Regions from separate parts of the Sus scrofa genome. Here region 1 is linked to region 2. The links are chromatin contacts, called in public HiChIP or PLAC-seq maps. All regions are on one chromosome and are shown on one strand. Each heading gives the region's core, a stretch centred on a gene start, on an enhancer-like site or on the middle of the called end of the contact. The rest is flanking DNA. Distances are from core to core; before and after follow the strand shown. Region 1 overlaps DYM (dymeclin). Region 2 overlaps DYM (dymeclin).

Region 1 (5,146 bases), core at 137-2,636, 140 kb after region 2:
CAGGTATGGACAAACAAATCAATTTATTAGAGCCATTCCTTTTTACGTGGCATATGTATTTAAAAAGCCTTCTGACTTTGGACAAGGCAACTATTTTTTAAAAAACGTCATCATGGTTCTCCACTGCAGACATTTGCTCTAAAATGCCCAACATGGCCATGCAGGAATGTAGAGCCGGCTTGGTTCCCAGCAACGCACAGTTATGCTATATGGCTTGAAGTTGTATTTCAACGTGTTAATAGCATGTTGCTGTCTGCCCTACTTGTGGTCTAATAACAAGGTCTAAAAAACCACAAATACAGACATTCATTTCAAGCTCCTCTCTAACACTTTCTTTCCAGGAACTTAAGAGTTCAGAGGAAGGGAATGCTGACGGAAATTTCATAAGAAAAGAAAACTTACTTGAAAACAATTGCTTGATTGGATTTGTTTACAATTTATATTCTCAAAGAAACATTTCTATATGTCATTACCTTCCTCCTTGTGTCAAGTGGAGTGGTAGATTGACAGAGCATACATTAAAATGATGACACCCACAGATGCCAAATTGGTTCCAGTGGAGGTGGAGTTGATTGAAGGAAAAAAGACCCAAAGCACATGATCATTATAGAAATAGCTATCAAAGAGAGCTCAGCCTGAGAGTCTTTAAACTTATCTTTATACATCATCTTCTGAAATTAAGAGACTTATTTCTAAAAATCTAGTCTTCAGGGGACATTAATAATGACTATATACTAGATTCAAAACTGTCCTTCAGTGCACACACATCAGTCTACACTAAGTAATCTGGGGTACAAACACTAAGGATGTAATGGATAGACTGGGTTCACAATGAAATAGGTACAAAATAACATATTCAGTACATCTTATGACCATCAAAAAGCTTGCTCACTTCTAAGATCATTATATTTTACAAACTCAACAAAAAAGGCACAAAGATTTATAGCTACTGTAAAATTCTGAAAAAATGTGAGTTCTCAGACTTAATTCTCAACATACGTGCCACAAGTATTAGATCAGTGAAATTAGACAATCTGAAGCCGTGAAAAAAAGCCAATTTCTGTTGAGACTGATTAAATATTTATGTCGCACCTTTCTACAGCAGAGATGGAAAAATACACGCAAGATAAAATGCTATATGATTGTAAGAGTTGAAAATCTATTAAGGGCATTAAAAATAAGAACAAGTCTTCATGGCTAAAAACTCTTTCGGAGACTGTCTTGGAGTCATTTTTCAGTGTGGTCATGGATATACCCTGAAAAGAGCCGCACTCCCTCATCCTTTCACCCACTTTAGTGGGCGTGGTGACACCCACTAAACCCACATCTGTGAGCTGGCGGGCCAGGACGATGGGTGCTGTCTGTCAAGGAATGTGGTCATCGCAAAACGGAAGAAGCTCACTGGCGTAGGTGGGTGGAGATGAAAAGTGTAATCTTGGTTTCACCCGCTCAACGCTCTCATCAGCCTCACAAAAGTATCAGCCTTACTGCCACAGTAACTGACAGACACACCAGCACACCTCCTTCTGGTGGAAAAGATGGCCATGTGTTCCTTGCCTCTGGGTCCTTGCACCTGTTGCCAACTACCTGAAGATGCTCATTGCATCTTCCTGAACTTTTGGCAAACTCCTCTTCCTCCATTCTGTAAGCATGACTCTCCTGTAAGGCTCTCCCTGACTGCTTCAGGCTCACTTTGGTGCTTTCCATTCTAGGTTCCCATTTGACTTGTGCTTACTGACAATATACAACTTAAAACGTGTTATTAACTGTCTTCGCATCTATCTTCCCTCTCAACCACAACCTTTCTGAGGGCAGATCCTGAATGTTTATATCTGTTTCCCTAGCACCCAGCACAATGACTGTCATTAGGCAAGCACAGTATTTACTGATTCACTGGAGGAAGACTGACAAAAATTAATGTTCCATATTCAATGATCCACAGGTTATTCTGTTTATGAGAGTTTGGGTGCATTTATACTACACTGACAATCCCACTGTAGGCTGGGCTGGGATTCAGAGTCATAACCATAAACATAAAATTACTTCCTTCCTTAGGAGAGAGCAAAGGTCTATAAATCACTGGCAACAGGAACTTACATAATAAGGACTTAACTGCTAAATTTTTTTTTAGTTTTAAAAGAATCCCATGATTTGTCCACTTTGTACAAGTGCAAAAGATTTAATTGTATTAATCACCCTCCCTAAATGAACAAAAACTTTTTATTTTCTTTCTATGGAATAAAGAACTGGGATGACATGATTAAGCTCAGAGCTGGCCATCCTGAAATAGTTCTGAAGACCTTACTAGCTATCACTTTGTTCATTCTATGAAAGTTTGTTCATTCTATGAAAGACTTTATGTTATTTTGGATCAAAATTAGCAACAACCTACCTAATTCTAGAACTAGATGCCTATGAAAGGCTTCATATCCTTTTTAACAGAAGTTATAACTGTTGGATATAGGAAATGGCAAAGATGGGATGAAAAAGATCAAAAAAGGGGTTTAAAAAAAAAGCTTACTATGGAAAGACAGACATTCCAAAGTGCTTTGTTTTTACGACAATTCACAGAGGGGAAAAAACAGGGTACAAGAATGATCTATATCATGATAGAAGCTATTTAACTTATTTACCTAGCATCTGAATAAACAGCTCTGTGACTCATCTCTACTTGGTATGTAACATACAAGGAAATTAACTAATGGTTACCCATCAGGCAGCTTATAATGTAGTTAAAGATTCAAGATATAAAGAGACTAAAAACTAAATGACAAAAGCCAATACAATTCAATATATTTGTTAATTGACAAAGTAATGAATCTATGACAAAAAGCGGTAAAGAATAGGGACAGAAGAGATGACTGTAGACTATAACAAGTAAGTATCAGGAGAAGAATCTTAAGTAGGTATTATGGATCCAATTGTATCGTCCCAAAAGACATGTTTAAGGCCTAACCCTTGGTACTTCCAGATGTCACTTATTTGGATACAGAGCTGTTGCAGACATAATTATTTAAGATGAGGTTACACTGGAGCAGGGTGGGCACTTAATCTAATATGACTGGTGTTCTTATGAGAAGAGAGACAGAAACATACAGGGAGAAAATGGCCATTTGATGACAGAAGCAGAAGCTGAAGTGATTCATCTGTAAGCCAACTAATGCCAAGGAATGACAGCAAACATCAGCAGCTAGAAGAAGAAAGCAAGTATTATACTTCTACAGGTTTCAGAGGAAACGTGGCCTTGCTGATATCTTGGTTTTGCACTTTTAGCCTCCAAAACTGTGAGCCTGTGATAAATATCTATTGTTTTAAGCTCCCAGTTTCTGGTACGTTATTACAACAGCTGTAGGAAACCAATACAGTGGGCAAGGTATATCCATTCAACTAGAGATGATGAGATTATACATCATCACAGCCCCTTCCCTGTGGGCTTAGGGGACCTCCTCCTCCTCCTCCTGACACCTGGTTGACAGCTGAGGTGACAACAGCAGCAGCAGACAGGCCATCCTACCTACATCAATTTCATCATTACTTAAAATGGAAGACTCCAAACAGGAAGAAAACTTAAAGACCTCTTAGCTGTCCTCAACTACTTTCCTCATTACTCATCAAGAACAGTCTTAGAACAAAGCAGAATGAGGTTTTCCAAAAATGTTCTCCAAACTCTACCTTCACATTCAAACCACAGATTTTAAGTATTCTTGCTCTCTTCTTAGAGTACTTCAGTTGTTTCCAAGAACATACAACTTGAAACAATATAAAGAAAACAAAAAACAAAAATACCAGCCCTAATCGTTTCTGAAATGGCAAGACTTAACACATGAAGTATATTCAAAATCTGCTGTACAAATTGTTGTCCAGAAAGGAAAGCAAGTTTCCCTTCACACTTCCACTGCTTACAGGTGCTGACTTATTGTGAATCCAAGTGATTCTGGCTGCTTTCAAAATAATTCTTCGTTTAAAGAATGCTTTGATGTTTATAAATCTATCATTCCAACATAAAATCGATTTATAAAGGTAAAAATGTGGCTTTAATAATTTGCAGTTGTGGCTTCTGTGATTCAGATGGTAATCATCTCAGGACAGACCACCATCAGAGCAGAAACTTGGAGAAGACAAGGGAACAGGGAAGGGACAGGGATGCTCCTGGGCTCTTCCAGTTACAAGGCCAAAGCTCAGAGGTACCAGTAGAGGAGGGAACATTTCAGTGTTCAAATGGCTGCCAATTTTACCATTGCCCTTTTTATTTATTAACTTTCTTTTTCATCCATTATTCATTCTGATAGGTGGTAAGAAGAACATTGATGGTGAAAGGCTCATCTCCATAAATTCTTTAAAAACCGCCCGTGTACTACAATTGCCAAATTCAACAGAAAAAAGATATCTTTTTGACAAATGTTGCTGGAAAAATTACATATCCACATGCAAAAGATGAACACTGATTCATACTTTGTACCATATGTGAAAATGAACTCAAAATAAATTACACACCTAAAGATCACACTTGAAACTATTAAATTTCTACAGAAGAAAACAATGGAGAAAATTTTTGTAGTCTTGGGTTAGGAAAAGGGTTCTTAAGTAGATATCGAAAGCATGACTCATAACAGAAAAAAATGATAAATTGGACTCCATCAAAATAAAAAAAAAATCTGCTCTTTAAAAGATGCTGTTATGGGAAAAGACAAGCCACTGACTGGTAGATATAGCTTTGCAAAACACACACCTGTGTGCTTTATATCCAAAACATGTATGAAGAACTCTCAAAAGTCAAAAATAAAAAACCCAAAGAACCCAATAAAAAGGGGCAAAAGATATGAACAGACATTTTGGCAAAGAAGTTACATGAATATAAGTTAAATGAATATATGAATATAAAGAGTTACATGAATTATAGGCATATGAAGAAGTTATATGAATACAAAGAGCACATGAAAAGTTGCTCAATGTTTTTAGTCATCAAGGAAGTGCAAATTAAAAGCACAATGAGATATCACTATGTATTTATTAGAATAGCTTTTACAAAAAGATAATATTAGTTATTGGTGAAAATGCATTGCTAGTAGGAATACAAAATGGTATTATCACTTTGGAAAAGAGTTTAACAGTTTCTTTATAATATACACTTATCATATAACCCAAA
Region 2 (5,541 bases), core at 3,034-5,533:
ACAAACTTTGTATGATAACACAAACAGCTCTCATAAGCAATATTGAGTAAAATAAGAAAGGTGTAAAAGAAAATAAACTGAATGGACAACCTAGAAGAAATAGATTCTTACAAGGTACAACCTACCAAATCTGAACCAGGAAGAAACAGAAAACATGAGTAGACTAATCACAAGCACTGAAATTGAAAATGTGATTGAAAAACGTCCAAAAAACAATAATATCCAGGACCTGATGGCTTCAGAGATGAATTCTATGAAACATTCACAGAAGAGTTAACACCTCTTCTTCTGAAACTCCTCCAAAAAACTGCAGAGGAAGAAACACTCCTGAGCTCATTCTATGAAGCCACCATCACCTTGATACCAAAACCAGAAAAAGATACTACAAGAAAAGAAAATTATAGGCCAATATCACTGATGAACATAGATGCAAAAATCTTCAACAAAATATTAGCAAACTGCCTCCAAATAAATATTAAAAAGATCATACACAATGATAAAGTAGGATTTATTTCTGGGATACAAGGACTCCAACATCCACAAATCTATCAGAGTAATATATCACAACAAGAAACTGAAAAATAAAAACCAAATGATCATCTCAATAGATGAAGAAAAAGCTTCTGACAAAATTCAACACCCATTCCTGATAAAAACTCTCCAGAGAATGGGCAAAGAGGAGAACTACCTCAATATAATAAAAGCCATTCATGACAAACCCACAGCTAACATCATTCTCAACAGTGAAAAACTGAAAGTATTTCTGCTAAGATCAGGACCAAGACAATGGTATTCAGTATAGTTTTGGAAGTCCTAGCTATGGCAATCAGAGCAGAAGAAATAAGAGAAATCTAAATTGGAAAAGAAGAAGTAAAATGATCACTCTTTGTCGATGACATGGTACTATAACTAGAAAATCCTAAAGACACTACCAGAAAACTGTTAGAGCTCATCAATGAATTTGGTAGAAGTTGCAGGATACAACATTAATATACAGTAATCAACTGTATTGCTATACCCTAACAATGAAAGATCAGACAGAGAAAATAGGGAAACAATCCCATTTACCCTTGCATCGAAAAGAATAAAATTCTTAGGAATAAACCTACCTAAAGAGACAAAAGACCTGTACCTGGAAAACTATAAGACGCTGATGAAAGAAATCAAACATAACACAAATAGATGGAAAGATATATCATGCTCTTGGATGGGAAGAATATAGTCAAAATGACAATACTACCTAAGGCAATCTACAGATTTAATGAAATCCCTATCAAATTACCAATGACATTCTTTATAGAACTGTAACAAAATATTTTAAAATTTGTATGGAAACACAAAAGATCCTGAATAGCCAGAGCAATAATGAAAAGAAAAAATGGAACTGGAGGAATCGGGCTCCCTGACTTCAGACCACACTACAAAGCTACAGTCATCAGAACAGTAAGGTACTGGCACAAAAACAGAAATACAAATCAATGGAACAGGACAGAAAGCCCAGAAATAAACCCAAGTACCTATGGTCAACTAATCTAAGTCAAAGGAGGCAAGAACATACAGTGGAAGAAAGATAGTCTCTTCAATAAGTGGTGCTGGGAAAACTGGACAGCTGCATGTAAAAGAATGAAATTAGAACATTCTCTAATACTATAAACAAAAATAAACTCAAAATGGATTAAAGACTGAAATGTAAGGCCAGATAATATAAAACTCCTAGAGGAAAACATACACAGAATGCCCTTTGACATAAATCACAGCAACATCTTATTTAATCCACCTCCTAAAATAATGAAAAGAAAGACAAATAAACCATTGGGACCTAACTATAGTAACTCAAAAGCTTTTGCACAGCAAAGGAAACCATTAAAAAAACAAAAAGACGACCCACAGAAGGGGACAAAATCTTTGTGAATGATGTAACCAACAAAGGCTTAATCTCCAAAATATACACACAATTGATACAACTCAACAGCAAAACCAAACGACAACAACAAAAAACAAAAAAAGAAAATAACTCAATTGAAAAATGGTCACAAGACCTAAATAGACTACAATGAGATACTACCTTACACCAGTTAGAGTGGCCATCATTAATAAGTCTCAAATAACGAATGCTGGAGAGGGTGTGGAGATCAGGGAAACTTCCTTCACTGTTGCTGGGAAAGTAAACTGGTATAACCACAATGGAAAACAATATAGAGGAACTCCAGAAAACTAAAAACTAAAAACAGAACTACCATATGATCCATCTATCCCACTCCTGGGCATCTATCTGGACAAAACTTCCACTGAAAAAGATACATGCAACCCTGTGTTCATGCAGCACTATTCACAATAGCCAAGACGTGGAATCAACCCAAATGTCCATTGACAGATGAATGGATTAAGAAGATATGGTGCATATACACAATGGAATACTACTCAACCATAAAAAAGAACAAAATAATGCCATTTGTAACATGGATGGAACTAGGGATTCTCATACTAAGGGAAGTAAGTCAGAAAGAGAAAGACAAACACCATAAGGTATCACTTACATGTGGAATCTAAAATGTGGCAGAAGTGATGTATCTATAAAACAAACAGATCATGGCAGACTTGTGCTTGCCAGGGGGAAGTGGGAGAGAGGGCGACTGATGGGGAATTTGGGGTGGGTAGATGCAGACTGTTACATTTAGAACAGATGGGTAATGAGGTCCTGCTCTACAGAACAGGCAGTTATGTCTGGTCTCTTGGGTTAGAACATGATGGAAAATGAAAAGAAAAAAAAAAAAAGAAACGTGTATGGGTGGCTGGGTCACTTTGCTGTACAGCAGAAATTGAAGGAACACTGTAAATCAACTATACTTTAATAAAAACATTTAAAAAAGAAAATAAACTGCATGATTCCACTTATAAAAAGTTTCAAAATGGGAAACCATATTGTTTGGGACTATACACACAGGTGGTAAAGTTATGAAGAAAAAAAGAAGGCAATTATCTTCAAGTTCAAGACAGTGTGTGTTTACAGGTGGACAGGGTACGTATACTGGGACTTCTGCACTCTTGGCAATGTTCCTTTTCTTGTTCTAAAGAGTGAGTACATGAATCTTAACTTTCTGGAGTTCCCGTCGTGGCGCAGTGGTTAACGAATCCGACTAGGAACCATGAGGTTGCGGGTTTGGTCCCTGCTCTTGCTCAGTGGGTTAACGATCCGGCATTGCCGTGAGCTGTGGTGTAGGTTGCAGACGCGGCTCGGATCCCGCATTGCTGTGGCTCTGGCATAGGCCGGTGGCTACAGCTCCGATTCAACCCCTAGCCTGGGAACCTCCATATGCCTCGGGAGCGGCCCAAGAAATAGCAACAACAACCGCAACAACAACCACAACAAAAGCCAAAAAAAAAAAAAAAAAAAAAAAAAAATCTTCACTTTCTCACGATTTAAAAAGTAAAAAAATAAAAAGGGTGAATTTATCAGTAGATGGGATCTTGATTACAATTCTAGGTATGATGCATGACTATGAACAAGTTACTATTCTTGTGATTCAATATACTTCTAAAAATGGGTCTAAAATACATTCCTTCCAATCTCATTTTAAGGCAAAAATATAATTTGATACTAAACACCAGTCTGGTTTAACTTAACTATTCCAGAGAAAAGCTGACTTTAAGCGCTTTTTGGAAACTGTTTCATATTTAAATGTAACAGGGTCCTTTCTATTTGAAAGATCACGTGAGAAATCATTTTGATGAGCAAAGATTCTTCCTGGACACAGCCAATTAGTCTATAATTTATTGTTTTTTAATGTTGGGGTTTTTACATACTAGATTTTCTTTAAGAAGAGCATATCTTTACAATCAAATAACTAGCACTGTATTTGTCAAAAATTAGGAAATCCCCCAAACTATTTGTCCAAATTCTTATTTCAAACTGTGCTTGAGTTAAAGACAATATCATTATTTCCAAGTTTCAAAATGGATTAGATCCCTACCAATTAGTGTTCATTGTCCAAGGTACTTCTTAGTGCTCTCAGAATTCCCAGGCAAGATTCCTATAAAGAACTGGGTGTGTTGAATTGACAGGAAAACAAAAATTGTTATGTTAGCCTATTAATTATCTCAAACTCACTGTTACATATCAACCGTATTCACATTCTTCATAGAACTATGTTAGAGTTTTAGGAGTTTGGATCTTCTAAAACCAACAAATGCTGGACAAAAAACTTCAACTCTGTGGCAAGATGCTTACCAGCTTCCCTGTGTGATTAGTTATGTGCCAATCACTGCCCCTCCCAACTTGCCCCAGAAATGAAAGCCATGATAAGGAAAGAGTTTTGCTTCCCTAAATGACCAACTTTGCTATGAGTAAGGAATTGTACTGGTGTTTAATAAGACAGTTTCTTTAAAAAGTCTTATATCACCTTAAAACTTTTCAGAAACTTTTGGCATATATGCTCAATTAAGAACATCCCTTCACAAAAAATCTACAAACAATAAATGCTGGAGAGGGTGTGGAAAAAAGTGAGCTATCCCGCATTGTTGGTGGGAATGGAAGCTGATGCAACCACTATGGAAAACAGTATGGAGTTTCCTTAAAAATCTCCCAGCAGGTGAGAGCCAAGAAGAGAATCCCTGAGAAATGATTAAAAATTTAGTGAGGCCAGTTTACATAGTAATTAACTTACTGATGAGGAGTACAAGGTCTTTGGACTAGGGCTTTGCAGCTATAAGAATGCATGAGTGTAGAACATTACAGGCTTAAAAAATGTATCTATTTCAGCAAAGTGACCAGGGCCTCTACTCTTATTCTCCTCTAGAATATTTTGAGAAGAGAGTTGACCTTGCAAGAGTCTATGGAGAGCTGTTCTCCAAAAGACAATGTTTACTTGAAGCAGCATCTGGGATCATCACTTAGTGATCAATGGCCTCCCTCTTTTCTCTTTCTCTTCCATTCAGCAAATATTAAAGTGCCCACCATGTGCCAGATATGACCTTCAGGTACATCTGTGAACAAAATGTTACAGATTCCTGACTTCCTGGAGCTCACATTATCTGAAAGAATAATAACAAGTGATTACATAGTGTGCTAGGTGATAAATGCTGTGGGAAAAGGAAACCTACAGTAGGATTAGGGGGATTGGGAGTGCTGAAATATAAACACCGAGGTCAGGGACGGCCTCACTGGCAGGGAGTCTTCGTTTGCTCATGTGGGTAAAGACTTGAAGGTGTGCAGATATCTGGGGGAGGGGAAGCAATTGAGGCAAGAAGGAGAAGCCAGAGCAGAGGCCCTAAGTATGGAGAGTGCTGGTGTGTCTGAGAGGATTATCTACTGCTGTGCTTCTTCTTCTTTTTTTGTCTTTTATGGGCCGCACCCAAGACGTGGACGTTTCTGGGCTAGGGGTCTAATTGGAACTACAGCTGTCAGCCTACATCACAGCCACAGCAATGTGGGATCCAAGCCAAGTCTGCGACCTACACTACAGCTCACGGCAATGCCGGATCCTTAACCCCGTGCTCGAGGCCAGGGATCGAACTTGCATCCTCATGGATCCTAGCCAGATT

The links. HiChIP or PLAC-seq counts read pairs in DNA pulled down with a chosen protein or histone mark.
Region 1: an H3K27ac HiChIP or PLAC-seq map of alveolar macrophages shows a contact between it and region 2. The contact joins two enhancer-like sites. A contact is called at or near these places in 2 of 47 Hi-C or Micro-C datasets (both in embryonic fibroblasts) and 1 of 2 datasets of contacts at active chromatin or transcription factors (alveolar macrophages).

The regions. Positions count from the first base shown.
Region 1 is chr1:98,832,520-98,837,665 of Sscrofa11.1, forward strand. The region is part of intron 13 of DYM (dymeclin); the gene reads right to left. Among named protein-coding and RNA genes, the nearest start is that of DYM, 190 kb to the right of the region's middle. Within about 2 kb of position 1,387, at least 6 of the 83 cell types and tissues checked have an H3K27ac peak or open chromatin away from gene starts, as enhancers often do. A contact at or near this core is called in alveolar macrophages, where this site is marked.
Region 2 is chr1:98,687,713-98,693,253 of Sscrofa11.1, forward strand. The region is part of intron 16 of DYM (dymeclin); the gene reads right to left. Among named protein-coding and RNA genes, the nearest start is that of SMAD7, 150 kb to the left of the region's middle. Within about 2 kb of position 4,284, at least 1 of the 83 cell types and tissues checked has an H3K27ac peak or open chromatin away from gene starts, as enhancers often do. A contact at or near this core is called in alveolar macrophages, where this site is marked.